Linked DNA regions of Mus musculus: region 2 is linked to region 1. A link is a contact called in public promoter capture Hi-C data. All regions are on one chromosome and are shown on one strand. The core of a region is the stretch at or near the end of the contact, and the rest is flanking DNA. Distances in the headings are between cores, read along the strand shown. Region 1 holds the start of Hdac2 (histone deacetylase 2). Region 2 overlaps Lama4 (laminin, alpha 4).

Region 1 (3,053 bases), core at 175-2,674:
GTTTTCCAGCCAATGACAGGTGGCTATTTTATTTAAAGCTTGTATTAAAAGATTCTGTCAAACCAAGAAAATGCACGACTATTTTAACAAGTTTAAGTGTTTCATTCAGCCTAGTTCTCTAATCTACCTCTCCAAACACTGTGACTTCAATACAACTACAGAAAACGCTCCCAATTTCATATTGCTTTGTGGAGATCAAGCGTTCAATCAATGAGCTTCGAAAGTTCTGTCAAATTTCCTTATTACTTCTCTCAATGGTTTATCTATTGATGTCTTGGGTGAAATCTGTATAGGCAGGGCACCATTCCATTTGGTGTAACTGAACCCAGAGACTATTACTACTTATACTCCAAATTAGAAAATCCTTACAGTCACCTTGTACCGTTCACTGCATTGTGAATATTTAGTCCACTTCTCAAAGTTTCCTGCAGCAAGGTCTTCACCACAGTAGAAGAGTTCCTAAGCAAGATGCCGGTGTTCTTTCCTAACCCCCCAGAGCAGGGTATTATAGCAGATCGAACAAAGAGCAACAAAGAAGGGGGAGGTAATAACCTCCCATAGAGACATGCCAGGACCCATCAAACAAGAACAACTGCACGCTTCCTCTCTCCTACCACTTCCCAACGACCTACCTACTTCCAACTCAAAACCCCTTAATTGTCACCGAGGAAGTGCAGCCCTTCCATTTGAACCCTGAGAAAGTGGAGCTCGAAGAACGCGAACAAAGGCGAGGGATGTAGTCCACGCAAAACACCAGCGAGACAGCGCCGCTCTGCGAACTTGGCCACCGGCCAGCAGTAACTCCTCCGCAGCCCCACCCGGGTGCCGGGGTCCCGGGTGAGGCTGGAAGCGCAGCGCGGACAGATCGGGGGCGAGAAGGGGGGACCGGGAGAGCGGGGGAGGGGACAGGGACGTGGGGCGGAGCTCCAGGACGCCAGCTTTGTGCAGTCAGGCCCAGGGTGCCAACTGGGGTTCCTCGGGAGACCGGTCAGAGGCAGTGCACCCTAAACCTGCGTGTGCCCGAGAGGACCCGAGAGGAGCGAAGGCGGGCGTCCCCGAGACGCCACCGCTGGGTAGGCCGTGTTGGTGTCCCCGCGGGCTGCCACCCCCGACACCCCGCCGCGCCCTCCCCGCATCCCGGCTGCAGGCTCCTCGGCCACTCACCATCATAGTAGTAGCACACTTTCTTCTTGCCGCCTCCTTGACTGTACGCCATGGGCTCAGGCCGCCGCCTCCCGGCTGCGGCTCCTCCTCCGGCTGCTCCCGCCCGCCGCGGCCCGGCGGCCAGACAAGAGGGCTGACGGGGACGGCCGGTGCTGCAGCCCTCGGAGCAAGGGCAGCCCGGAGCGGGACGGCGGCGGGTGCCGGGAGGGCCGTAGGGCACAGAGCGGGATAGGCAGCGGCGCCGACGCGCGACACTCGGCAGGGGTAGGCCTCCGGGCGGCGGGGCTGCGAGGCGGGAGCGACCACTGCGGCTGCGCGGAGGGGGGCACCACAACTACGGTCGGGAGGGAGCGACCGGGACGGAGTGGACGCCACCGGCCAGGGCGACAGTAGTGTTTCTACGGGTAGTCACACACAGTCCGGAGGTGCGCACAAGCGGACTTTAGCCCCTTGCTCAGAGACCCGGACGCGCAGCAGTGAGGTTCACCCCTCGGTCTTACGCGCACTGGTTGCGCCTGGGCCGAGCCTGCGCACTCCGCGCCTGCTCAAACGAATCCCGGGCAGTCTAGACCCCTCCTCCAGGGCTCATGCCGCTCCCCTCCCCCACCGCCGCGACGCTCCGGCCCGAGCCCGCCACGTGCCGCGGGGACCCCGAGGGGCCTCGGCTTGAGAGCTCCCTAGGGCTGCCTCCCCCCACACACACACCCGCTACCTGGTGGTCCGATATTCCCACGTGTTTCAATTCTCTTGTTCTCCCTCATTGGCTCCTGATAACTACTCTTGAGTTACAGAGAGGTTAATGGCAGACTCCTTGTATCTCCTGGGTTTAATAAGCATTTCCAGGACTCGGTATAAGCACTGTTCCCAGCATCCATACCTGCTCGTAATAAACACCATTTAAAGCTGTCAAAAGTGCTGGGATGTACGTGCCATGTCCATCTCCTTATAGGTGTGGGCAAAAGAAGGAGTATAGTGCTCTCAATTGCTAAATAATAGTCATCTGAGGACCGAAGGGGTGTCGAACTTTTCAAGACTCCACGTGCTTTGTCTACTTTATCAGACTGGATGTGCTTCTAGCCAGACAATTCAAAAGAATTGGTTTAAATATTGGAGTCCCTGTGTTTAATAGCCTGGCGTTTATTGTGCACCTGTCTAAACCAACCTGCTTAAAGGATGCATAAAGGATGGAAGCTGACTGTCTAATGAAATACTCACACACCTGAACTGTTATTATTTAAAATTCCAGCTACATGCACACACTACTTCCTCCCTTAAGAGGAGGTGTTGAAGTAAGAACCATACTGAGTCACTAACAAAAATCATTATTTTTCTACTTTCGGATCCCCAGGACTCTTAATACATAAAGCACCAATCTTCCAGGCTTAACCCCAAGAGACTTAGAATTACTCCAAGGTACCCCTCACCACAACCACTTCTCTCCCAAGCCTACAGTTTTAACAAGACCCTGGGAGATTAACGTGGTTGGGTCAGGGACCACAGTGGAGAGAGCTAGCTTTGATGTTAATGTTGATTACAGAGTATTGTTTGCTTCATTTTCTCTATCAGTTCCCAAGTCAACCATGCAAGGTTTTGAAAACAGAATGAGATGCTTAAGCAAACACTATTGTTCTTCCCCAGACCAAACACGGGGGAAGTAGGAAATAAGACTTGATTTTTTTCAGGGAGACTTCTAGCCTCTGTTCCCCCACCACACCTGTTTTTTTGCGCTTTTTAATACATTTAGCTCAACATTTAACATGTTATCATTGCCCATAATTCCTCAGCTTGTCTCCGTTGGACACAGTTTCACAAGAGGACAAGCCGACTTTACCCTAAACATAATTATTTCTCTAGTGTCTGTGGCTTTCAGCAAGCCATTTGAATTTTTT
Region 2 (3,053 bases), core at 299-2,798, 2.1 Mb before region 1:
GGTTCTCTGCTCATCTGGTATCCATGGTGATCCAAGAACACTAATATTTGAGGCACAACAGTTTGAGGATTTTGTTCAACATTTTGTAGAAATACTTGGCTTGGAAAAAAATGTTTGGCAGTGTCTCCTGTCACTTGTAGCATGCAATGGGGATATTAATTCCATTTTAGTCATAAATGATTTAACAAAACAAAGCTCTAAGCCAAAATGAGAGTACATTTGTAATTGAGCCTTTCAGATAGTTTTACAATCAAGCTAGTAAAAGGATTAAAAAATTATCATGTGATCATTTTGCTCATATTTTTTCTGAATAATATATACATTATATGTTATATACATATTAAAGTCATATATGTAGACACACACATACATATAACATGATTTTTCTATTTGCCTTCTGTGGTGAATATTTTTAAGACTGGGCCATTTGACTTCAAGGTTTGTCCTACATCTGATGTGAGCTGAAGATTTTAGAACCAAGGGGGCATTGAAGCTTAGAGGGATTAGGTAACTTGCCTAAACACTGGCATGTAACAGTTCTTTCATGCCCTCATTCCTATTCCATATGATCAGAGGAGAAGCTGAATGGGTCCCTTGTTCTCTGGGAGCTCTGGGAGGAAGTGCTTTATCTTCCTGGCATAATGAAATTGTATGTCTGTGGTTCATCATGATCTATGTGGTTGGCCAGATAAGATGGGTGACAAACACTGGCGTCACATAAATCACACCAGGGTGAGGAGTTGTATTTTATGTGGACACCAGCTTGAAGGTCGCTGGCAGCTATTTTAGAGATGGTTGGGAATGAGAAATGATGTACTATCGATGCAATGCAGTGTTCTTGAATTTTGAAAGAAGGGACATAAATGGGGATAGATGGTTTTAATGCTCCAAACATTACTGTGAGTGTTACAGGGACATCAACATTGCTAACCCCTCCAAACCCCAAGTATCAAAGCTTTAAACATTCACTTTTCATACAAAGTCTAAAATACGATTTATTGAAATAAACTAAATGTAAACCTTAAATAAATCAAACACACCATCCCCCACTCCCACCTTCACCCCAGGTTCTGGTGGGGCAAAGCTGAATTAGTTGGCATTTTGATGTAAATTCTGTTCAGTCTCAGGCTGTTTTGTTTTAGCTATGTCTGGGACAGATTAGCACTGTATATATACAGTGACACTTGTGCCTTTGTCTTTGGAGACTATTCATACATTATTTTAAAGAAATGAAAACTGATAAAAATTAGTTTCCTTCTTCCCTTTCCTTGGTATTTTTTTCCTCTGTCTTTTCCCATGACCAAAGGACAAGTAAGATGGTTCAGACTCTTTTCAAAGGAAACACCTAATGACCAAGGCCTGGTTTGCTAAATAGCAAAGGTGAATACTTCCTCTGTCTGGCTTAGAAGGCTCTTGACTTTATCTGCTGCCTAATGGGGCATTTATTTCTCAATTGGATAAATACGAGGGCATATTTCTAGGTTCTGTCTCACTGACTGAACAGATCAATAGACCAATGCTTTAGGAAAGGAATACGTTATCAGTAAATGCAAACACATGAGCTTGGAGGAAGGCAGCAGGAAGTCTGAAATGCACGCCACTTGCTTTTCCTGTGCTTTACAGGCATCCAAGGAAGCGAAGCAAAGATCAATTTTGGCTTTATATGTTCCTTAGCCTAGAATATGCTCCTGGCTCCTCAGTGCAAAGATATGAATCTCTCACTGTGAGTCTCTTTACTGTCACTGTGCCCTGAGATGCATTTGGTATTGACACCTAACTCCTGATATGTAGCAAAAAAAAAAAAAAAAAAAAAAAAAAACCCATGGAAACAAATAGCAGATCTTCGCTGACTCTAACCCGAGGAATGTCTCTTTATCCTAGAACAAATGCAGTCTCTTTCTGTTGGGAAATTGAAGACAGATTTCCTGCACTGTTAAAACACTCTTCAAGATGCAGCCTGCACTTAGTGGAAATCAGAGCTCAGAAGAGTGGAATCTTCAGCAGGACGGGTAGATCCTGCCACAATGCTTTAGGACACGGAATCACTCACAGGCCTTTGTCCCTTTGCTTTTGGGTTGCAAACCTGAGCTACTAACTTCTCTGCTGGTCAGTAAGGAAGAGCATCACAAACAGCCAGAAATTATTTGGACTGGTTTGCTCTAATTCTCCTCACCCCCACCCCTGCCTCCCATATTTTTGATACAGGGTTTCATAGCATGACCCAAAACTAGCCTGAAACTGGCTATGTGGACCAGGTTCATCTTCAACTCACAGATATCCACCTTCCTCTATCTCCCAAGTCCTGAGATCAGAGGTATGTACAGCCACACCCGACATGGTTTATTCATATACCAGAGACATATTTGAGGGCTTCAAATAATTGGAAAAAATGTGACTCCTACTAAACTCTTTCAGTTTAAAGACACCACATTTCCTCTGGTAGAAAAGGAGTGTGGCATTAAATGTAGTGGAATGCCTTGAAAGAGTGATTGTGTATATTTATTCTTGAACACTGAGAGATACATAGGAACAGGCGTTTAGAAATCTTAACGTGCAAAGTCACCATGAAGACTGTACGGAAGCTAAAACCTGTAGCCATTTGAACAATATGCTCCTGCACACAGCAATCCCTGACAATACCTGTTATTCAATTGTCAACCACACATGGATGTTTCCTTGACATGAAGTTAAACAAAAGGGAAGATACTTACCTTGGATTTTGTCCCTCATGTTGTGGGCTTGCTCGACAAGATGGGTTGCTTGGTCAATTGTATCCATGCTTTCCTTCTCAACCAGCATACCCTTTCTTGAGGCTTGACTTCCCTACAAATTATACAAATAAACATTAGATTTATGTTATATACTCACCTATGAGGATGGGTGAATATAATGTACTTGTGATGGTTGGTTTATGCTTGGCTCACTATTAGAAGGTGTGGCCCTGTTGGAGTAGGTGTGTCACTGTGTATGTGGGCTTTAAGACCCTTATCTGAGTTCCATGGAAGTCAGTCTTCTTCTAGCAGTCTTCAGATGAAGATGTAGAACTCTCAGCT

Evidence for each region. Promoter capture Hi-C pulls out the DNA fragments that hold promoters and counts their contacts.
Region 2: a contact with region 1 is called in a promoter capture Hi-C map of cranial neural crest. The contact joins the enhancer-like site here to the promoter of Hdac2 in region 1. A contact is called at or near these places in 8 of 39 promoter capture datasets (the C10 cell line, cranial neural crest, frontonasal cranial neural crest and 5 more), 8 of 115 datasets of contacts at active chromatin or transcription factors (astrocytes, bone marrow-derived dendritic cells, bone marrow-derived macrophages and 5 more) and 1 of 9 other capture datasets (adipose tissue).

Annotation. Positions count from the first base shown.
Region 1 is chr10:36,972,915-36,975,967 of GRCm38.p6, reverse strand. Hdac2 (histone deacetylase 2) reads right to left here and starts at 1,424. Exons shown (of 14, transcript NM_008229.2): 1 at 1,165-1,424. The coding sequence starts at 1,216.
Region 2 is chr10:39,042,351-39,045,403 of GRCm38.p6, reverse strand. It overlaps Lama4 (laminin, alpha 4), which reads right to left. Exons shown (of 38, transcript NM_010681.4): 9 at 2,712-2,823. Among named protein-coding and RNA genes, the nearest start is that of Lama4, 78 kb to the right of the region's middle. Within about 2 kb of position 1,548, at least 18 of the 459 cell types and tissues checked have an H3K27ac peak or open chromatin away from gene starts, as enhancers often do.